Regions from separate parts of the Sus scrofa genome. Here region 2 is linked to region 1. Evidence: chromatin contacts called from public Hi-C data. All regions are on one chromosome and are shown on one strand. Each heading gives the region's core, a stretch centred on a gene start, on an enhancer-like site or on the middle of the called end of the contact. The rest is flanking DNA. Distances are from core to core; before and after follow the strand shown.

Evidence for each region. A called contact is a pair of places that touch in the nucleus more often than the background predicts.
Region 2: a Hi-C map of fetal heart ventricle shows a contact between it and region 1, with 4 times the contacts expected there. The contact joins two enhancer-like sites. A contact is called at or near these places in 6 of 47 Hi-C or Micro-C datasets (embryonic fibroblasts, fetal heart ventricle, heart right ventricle and 2 more).

The regions. Positions count from the first base shown.
Region 1 is chr13:11,679,656-11,683,581 of Sscrofa11.1, forward strand. No RefSeq gene overlaps it. Among named protein-coding and RNA genes, the nearest start is that of THRB, 320 kb to the left of the region's middle. Within about 2 kb of position 2,511, at least 2 of the 83 cell types and tissues checked have an H3K27ac peak or open chromatin away from gene starts, as enhancers often do.
Region 2 is chr13:12,500,988-12,505,005 of Sscrofa11.1, forward strand. It overlaps RARB (retinoic acid receptor beta), which reads left to right. Exons shown (of 9, transcript XM_005669304.3): 6 at 1,843-2,047; 7 at 2,845-2,953; 8 at 2,955-3,001. Among named protein-coding and RNA genes, the nearest start is that of TOP2B, 72 kb to the right of the region's middle. Within about 2 kb of position 1,809, at least 5 of the 83 cell types and tissues checked have an H3K27ac peak or open chromatin away from gene starts, as enhancers often do.

The DNA.
Region 1 (3,926 bases), core at 1,261-3,760:
TATTCCCAGCATTTAGAATTTAGAAGATGACAGAGTGTTCTATTTATAATTTCTGGGGTTTGCAGAGTAGAAGGGACTCAATAAATATTTGTTGAATTGAAATATATTGAATTGAATGGATTTCTGAGATTCATATACAACCTTCTTGAGGCTAACTAGAGCTTAGAGTGATAAAGAAGTGCTATGTTATTAGTTATATCTTGCATATATATATGTATATATATATATATATATATATATATATATATATATATTTTTTTTTTTTTTTTTTTTTTTGCTGCCCTGAAGCATGTGGAGTTCCTGGGGTCAGGAATGAAATCCAAGCCACAGTTGTGACCTATGCTGTGGCTGCAGCAACACCAGATTCTTTAACCCACTGCACTGGGCCAGGGATAGAACCTGTGTCTTGATGTTGCAGAGATGCCATTGATCCCATTGCGCCACAGCAGGAACTCCAGTTATAACTTCTGGTGGAACAGAATAAATTTAGCTGGAAAAAACTTAATGCAAGAATGACATCATGAAACTTCCAATGGCACTTGTTCTTTCTAGTAGCTCTCAGGAGGTAAGAGCAGAACTCACTGTGGTAGGAGACAGATGTTCACCAATGATTTATGGTCTCCCTACCCACCGTTCACTGTGATGTAAAGTTGTCAGGAAAGGTCTCCCCAGCAAGGGACTATATATCCCAGGCTCTTTTGCATCCAGTTGGGGCCATATGGCTAGTTCTCACCAATGGACTGTGACCTGTGACTGTAAGCAGTATATGTCACTGCTAGTGCCCCTTGCACTCAAGCACACATCTGTCCATCTGCCACCTGCCAGCACCTGTATTTCTTTTCCTGAAGACTTTGTTCTCCAGGTTCTGATTTGCCCATTCACCAGGCTGGAAGTGCCTGGGAATTACCCTCCCCTGGGGACAGCTCTAAACCAATGATGGACAGCCTAGATATAAACCTATCTTCTTCATTCTTCAAGTGAGAAAACTCTGAGCCACGCTATTCACACTGTGTCCCAGAATTTCCCTGACAGGATCAACCTCTGGCACCTTGCTTGGTAATATACCCCTTATTTGTTGTCTTTCCCTCCTTGTCTCTTGTCCTCCACTGCCCTGCTAGCATTCAAATCCATGTCCCATAGTCAGATTCTGGACAATGCAAACCAAAATAATAAATTTTCTCCTAGATCCCATGTCCTTTCTCTTGTTTTACTCGTTTGATTTATTGGAGTACCACCTTGGGTAGCTTTCTAGAAAAGATCAATAGAAAGAATAATTTTTAATTTTGAGCTTGTGTATCAAAAAATAGCCTTCATGGTGGATTTATAATTTAGCTATATGCATTAAATAATAAATGTTATTATATATAATAATTATATAAAATTATAATAATTTTAAAAATTAGTTTCCTTCAATTTCAGAATGTGTTACTCCATTACTTTTCAGTTTCTTGAGAAGTTCAATATCATTATAGTTCTTCCTCTTTTGTATGTGATATGTTCTCTTTACAGAAGATTTCAGAATTTTCTCTTTATCTAGATTTCCTACAATTTAATGGTTATGTGCCTTGGTGTTGTTCATATGATTGCTTTTCCATGTGTTTATTTGGGCTATCGAAGAATTCTTGCAAACTGGAAACTCTCCTTCAGATCTGCAAATGGGTCATACTATTTCTGTACAATTTCGTCTCCTTGGTTTTCTTGTCCTCTTTTCCTGAAACTGTCATTATTTAGATATTTGAATTCCTGAATTTTTCTTAAATTTCCTTTATTCAAATTTTTTTTCTAAAATTAGAATGTCTCTCTCTCTCTCTCTCTCTCTCTCTCTCTCTATATATATATATATATATATATATATATATAAAACAGTCACTTTGTTATACAGCAGAAATTGATACATTGGAAATCAACTATACTTTAATAAATAAGTAAATTTTTCATCATTCCTTTATTAAATTTTATAGAACAACTTCTCAACTCTGTCAATCTTTCTATCATTTCCTTTTGAATATAGTATCATGTGTTTTGATTTCCAAAACCTACCATTATAACCAGAAGTCCTGGAACTCTATCTAAATATGGATGATTTTTAGGGAAGAGATATTAAGAAGGCAAGAACGAAAATATGTTTTCAAATGCACACTTCCTATGGACAAAGGTTCAGTAATCATTGCTACTTCCCTTGCTCACCTCACCCCCAGCCTGGAAAAATTGTTCCTGTTGATAGTACTGATAAAGGTACTTGTCAATCTAGTTAGGAAGATGTGACTCCAGTTATTTCTAACAGAATTCAATCAAGGGAAATGCTTATAAAAGTGTTGGAAGGACCAGGAAATCAAGAAATAAAAGTGCTGTTACTCAGAGATTAGTGCCTGAGATGTGCTAATGTCTAGTTTAGGACATTCCCAGAGCTACAAGGACAAAAGGGACAGTGGTGTTTTGTGTAATCCACAGGGGCTGTACTTCTGAGGCTGCTAGAGTGTTGTTAGTAACACAGCTGTTGTCAAACCACTCCAGGCTCTCCAGGGGCCCTGGAGCCCAGTCTTGCTGAGGCTGCTGGAGTTTCTGTGGAAATATCTAGAGCCTCTACTTTGTTTCTGCTGCTCCAGCTGCCATGACCCTGCCACTAATGCAACACCTGGCAGTCATCTACATTTGCTTGCTGCTGTCAATGCTGTAACAGCTACTGCAGCTGCTGCAGTCAAGAATCCATGAACCCATGTTTCTGAAGCTTTGGGGCTTCTGCCTCTGCCACTTCCAGAGATAGATGCAAAGGAAGGAAAAGGGCTTATTTTTTCTACTGCCTCTTACTCCACCACTATCTTCCAATGGTTAGCAGAGGCCTATCAGAAACTAGCTGGATCATAACTGCTTTGAGTTCAGAAGGTTAGAAAGGGAGCTAAGTGTCAAAAGGCAAGTGACCAACACCTCCTTACTTATGCATTAAGTAGATACCAGGACTATACATATATAGCTCTATCATATCCTTCCATCCTCAAGCAACCAATGAAAGTAGATACAGTTATTACCCACATCATAGAGAAGAGGAAAACTGAGCTAAGATTCCATAGCTGGAAAGATGGCAGATTCAGGATTTTGCTATTTTTTTTTTAAGCCACACCTTTGGCATATGGAAAATTCTTGGGCTAGGGATGGAATCAGAGCTGCACCAGAGCTGCAGCTGCAGGTCTATGCCACAGCTACAGCAACACTGGATCTGAGCTGCATCTGCAACCTGTGCCACAGCTTGTGGCAATGCTGGACCCTTAACCCACTGAGTGAGGCCAGGGATTGAACCCATATCCTCATAGAGACACTGAGCCATAACAGGAACTCCCAGATTTGGGATTCTAACTAGGTCAGTAGTAGCATCACCTGGGAGATGTTAAAGTGCTGAATCTCAGACCCCACTTTTCCACCCTGGACTATTGAATCAAAATCTGTGTTCACAAGAGTGTCAGTTGATTCTTATGTTCCCTAGGGTTCGAAGAAGGGTGCTTTAGACCCCATTTCTCTCCTGCCCAGAGCATGTTCACGCATTCTGGGAAGTGGGGGGAGATGGTGGGGTGGGAGTCACTGAGTCCCACTGTACTTGAAATCATCACCCCCTTTAAATTCATCCTTGGTCTTTCGACTGAGCCACTCTGTCAAAGTACCTCTTCATTTTGCCAATTCTTTTTCGGTTACCACAATATTTCTGTGGTTGATCTGGCATGTTTGAAGAATCCCATTCTATCATATGGTCTGACCCCAAGTGTGCCCCTGTCCAAGCTCTCTTTTATATGTCCCTGGACCTCCTGGAGACCCACCCAGATATCTGGAGATAGGATTCAATATTTCTGGACATGCCATGATGGAAAAAAAACCCCACCCTCAGTGTTCCAAGACATATTAGAACACCAATAAGTTCTAAGATCATATTAGAACAC
Region 2 (4,018 bases), core at 559-3,058, 820 kb after region 1:
GCCTCAGATTCAGGGCCAGTGTCCAGCCGATGCACATTCAGAGGTCACCTCACTGGAGAGAGGAGTTGATACAAGTTTTTCAGGAGCCCTGGTGACTAGGTCTGGTAGTGACCTGAAAAGCAAAGAGGCCACCGTGGAGCAGAGGTAAAGAGCACAGGCTCTGGGGGCCGACAGCCTGAAGTGGATGATGCCACCTAGGACGTAGGTGACCTAGGACAAACTGTTGGCATTTGTTTCCCGTCTGTAGAGTGGGGGTAACTAGAGTGTCCAACTTGTGGGTTGACAGGAAACTTAAGTCATATATTGAAACACTTAGCATGGCATCTGGCACGTAGTCCATGATCAGTCAGAAATGAGCTGCTGTCACGTGCTGGGGGTGAGATGTGCCGACACCCTCCCTCCGTTCAGATGCCTTCCAACCAGGAAGATGTGGGAGTCAGGCTTTTTTATCAACAAGGTCCCTTGCTCTGGCTCCACCAGGTACTTGGTGCTTCCACTGTAGTGCTGCCTGTAGGAGGAGAGCTGGCCATTAGCCTGTCTCCTGGAGGTTCCCAGAACACCAGGGCAGTGACACCCACGCAGCAGCCCTGCCCCTGCTTACTGTGGCCGAGGGGCTGTGAGGCTCTGGCACCACACTGCCCATCAGACAGGGGCGGGGTGGGGGTCTTCCCCACAGAAGCATCCTTGTCCCAAACCCCAGCGCTTCCCTGACAAGATGCAGGAGTTGAAAGAAGTTTTTTCAGGAGCCCTGGTGGGCTTGGGGGTGGGGCGGGGCGTACCCCAGGAGCTCCCTCCCACAGGGTGTCTGGCTTTCTCAGAGGGCCTGCCCCCCTGCGCTTGGACTCCTCCAGGCTGACTCTAGGTGGGACTTGGCGGGACCATGCCTGGTCACACTGAGTATCTGGAGGAAATCCTCCGCTCCCTCTGCCCACCGGCTTATTCACTTTTGTCCAGGCAGGATGAACTAACTCCCCAAGCAGCTTGAGGCCTTGTCAGAAGGAAAAGTCAGGTGTGGGGTCTGGAGGTGCAGAACTGAGGTTCTGAGCAGATGAGTGCCTGGGGGTGCGTGGAGCCCCTCAGGGGCAGTGTTTGCTGCCAATGGGTACAGACCAAGGGCATGTCTGCTGGGGTAGAGGACTGTGGCGGAGGACCCAGCCGCTTTTCTCAAGAAACCCCACCCAGACCTCCAGGTTTAGCCCAAATGCCGCCTCTTGTCCACAGATCTTCCCTGGCTTTCTGAGCCCCTCATCCTCCAAGAGCCAGCACCGTGCTGTCCTCCCTGGTCCACGGAGCTGTGTGATCAGAGGCCTCACAAAGGGGAGCCTGGCTGGGGTGCGCTGGAGCCGGCTTTGGCCTGGGGGATGCTGAGCCCTCAGCCCCTCAGCTGTAAAGTGAGAATCAAACACACCTACTTGTTCGGGAGGACCATGCTTAACAGTATACACTTTGGCATTTAGTAAGTGCTAAGTATTGGCCTTTTCTTTGGTAGACTTTAAGCTCTTTAAAAAAAAAAAAAGTCTTTTTCCTCTTTTCATCTCCAGCACCTGGCACAGTGCCTGGGACATAAGTAGGTACTCAGTAAATGTTTATTTGAATCAAATGAATTACTTTTAGCATAAACAGATATTTCTCAAATTTCTTGTGTCTTATTTATTATCCCCTAAACAGCTTTAGCCTGTGTTTTGACTCTTGTGGTCTTTTGAAGGAAGAGCTGGAGGAGACACGTCCAAAAGGGAAGCAGAGCAGCTCACCCGGAAGTCTTCACGTGGTTTCCCACCCCACCTGATGGGTGCTGTCGGGTCAGGCTCGCTTTGATGACCCATCTTGGTTGTTTTCTTCCAGATCCTTAGAATCTGCACCAGGTATACCCCGGAGCAGGACACCATGACGTTCTCAGATGGCCTGACCCTGAACCGAACCCAGATGCACAATGCCGGGTTCGGCCCCCTGACCGACCTTGTGTTCACCTTCGCCAGCCAGCTCCTGCCCTTGGAGATGGATGACACAGAGACGGGCCTTCTCAGCGCCATCTGCTTGATCTGTGGAGGTACCAACCACCCAGAAAACCCTCGTGAGAGTCCATGGAGAACAACTTACACTTGTAATTTTTGGGAAGTTCTTCACCTCCATTTTGGAGTTATTTTGCATGGAAAAAGACGTGAAAAAAGCCAGGCATGCATCTGTAGAGTTTTGCTGCATTTTAGAGTCTTTCTGCTCTGAAATATCAAAATGCTGTTTCTCCGGTTGCCCCAGGTGCTTTTTTAAAGGCAGGATCAGATTATTGTAAAATAAATTGCCAAGGGGCACAGTAAGGAAGCGCCAAGGAACTTGCATGTGCTGTTTGCTAATTTAGGGGCTGGGGCGCAAGTCATTGTGTGGGGGGGCCTTCCAACCTTTGGCGGACTCAGATGGAAGTCAGCTGCCCCTTTTGTGGTGACCCCCCCTGGCTCACAGGAGGCTGAATCATAGGTGGTTAAGGAGTAACTGGCTTAATTGGGGGATGATTTGCCTTGCTTGTTTAACCATCCTGCTCAGGGTTTCCTTTAATTCAGTTCAGTAGCGACACCTTCTGGTCACGAGAAGAAATTCTCTGCCAGGGACAAAAGCCGCCAGCCAACAAAATGTGATTTTGACCCACAAAGGCAGTTATTTTCAAGTATCACTGCTTAAAGCAGCTGCACATACCTTTGAACTTGTTTATGGGATTGACTCTTCAAATTAATAAAGTAATGATGTAGTGGAAACAAGAAAAGGGAAAATGGGTAGAAACTCTGTAGCCTGCAAAGTGTCTAGTGCTTTCTGTCCTGATTACTAACTGTTAAATACTTGATTCCTGGAATCTAGACCGCCAGGACCTTGAAGAACCAACAAAAGTAGATAAACTACAAGAACCACTGCTGGAAGCACTGAAAATTTATATCAGAAGGAGACGACCCAGCAAGCCTCACATGTTCCAAAGATCTTAATGAAATTACAGATCTCCGCAGCATCAGTGCTAAAGGTATGCCCTTAAGAGTCTGCATGTGCTCGCCCACCAAGTGGACCTGCGGTCCTGACCACGTCCCCCGCCTTTTGAAACCCTGTGTTCTAGTTCAGTATGTTTGATATTAGCTGTCTTTTTGTTATTATTGTGGAATTCATTTCTCACTGAAATCAAAGGGAATTAAATAGTACTACCCTTGGGGAAAAAAGAAAACTTCAAATCCTACCCTAAAGATAGATTGAAATTAATAGATTACCAATAAATTATTAATAGATCATCATTAATATATTATGAGAGTTTTAATATTCAGGTGACCAAGTGAGTGATTAGAAAAACTGTTTTCAAGAGAACATACTGTATGTGACACAGGCTTTTAAGTTTTCCAGTTTTATATATTCTTCCCAGCTTCCCATACATACTGCAGTGTGTGTAAACTTGATTCCAGTTTTTCCTGAACATCCAAACCTCAGGAAAAATGTGTAGCGCTTGGGGGTAACTGTCCTGGTTCCATTTCTCTCCGTCAGCCTAGATCTTGTGTGTCAGCAGACTTACTCCCACACACCTTAAAGTGGAGAAATCCTTGCTTTCCTGAGAGGTGTTAACTATTTTGCCTGGTAATCTCCAGTTTAAATGGAGCAATTACAGAAGTGCCTCCAGCCATGTGACAGTTGTGTCAGAGCTGGGTTTTCCCAATATAGAGAAAGCTCAGCAGCTGTCCCTTGCCCCAGATGTGCCGTTACTTGTCACTCCTTTTCCCCATTCAGTGCTCTGTCCCTGAAGACCTTGGTGAGCCAAAGAACAAACTCGATTTCAGAAAGTTGGAGTTCCCGTTGTGGCTCAGTGGAATCGAATCTGTTATCCATGAGGAAGCAGGTTTGATCCTTGGCCTTGTTCAGTGGGTTAAGGATCCAGCGTTGCTGTGGCTGTGGTGTAGGCCGACAGCTGCAGCTCTGATTTGACCCCTAGCCTGAGAACCTCCATATGCTATGGGTGTGGCCCTAAAGACAAAAAAAAAAAAAGGGCAAAAAACAGTGA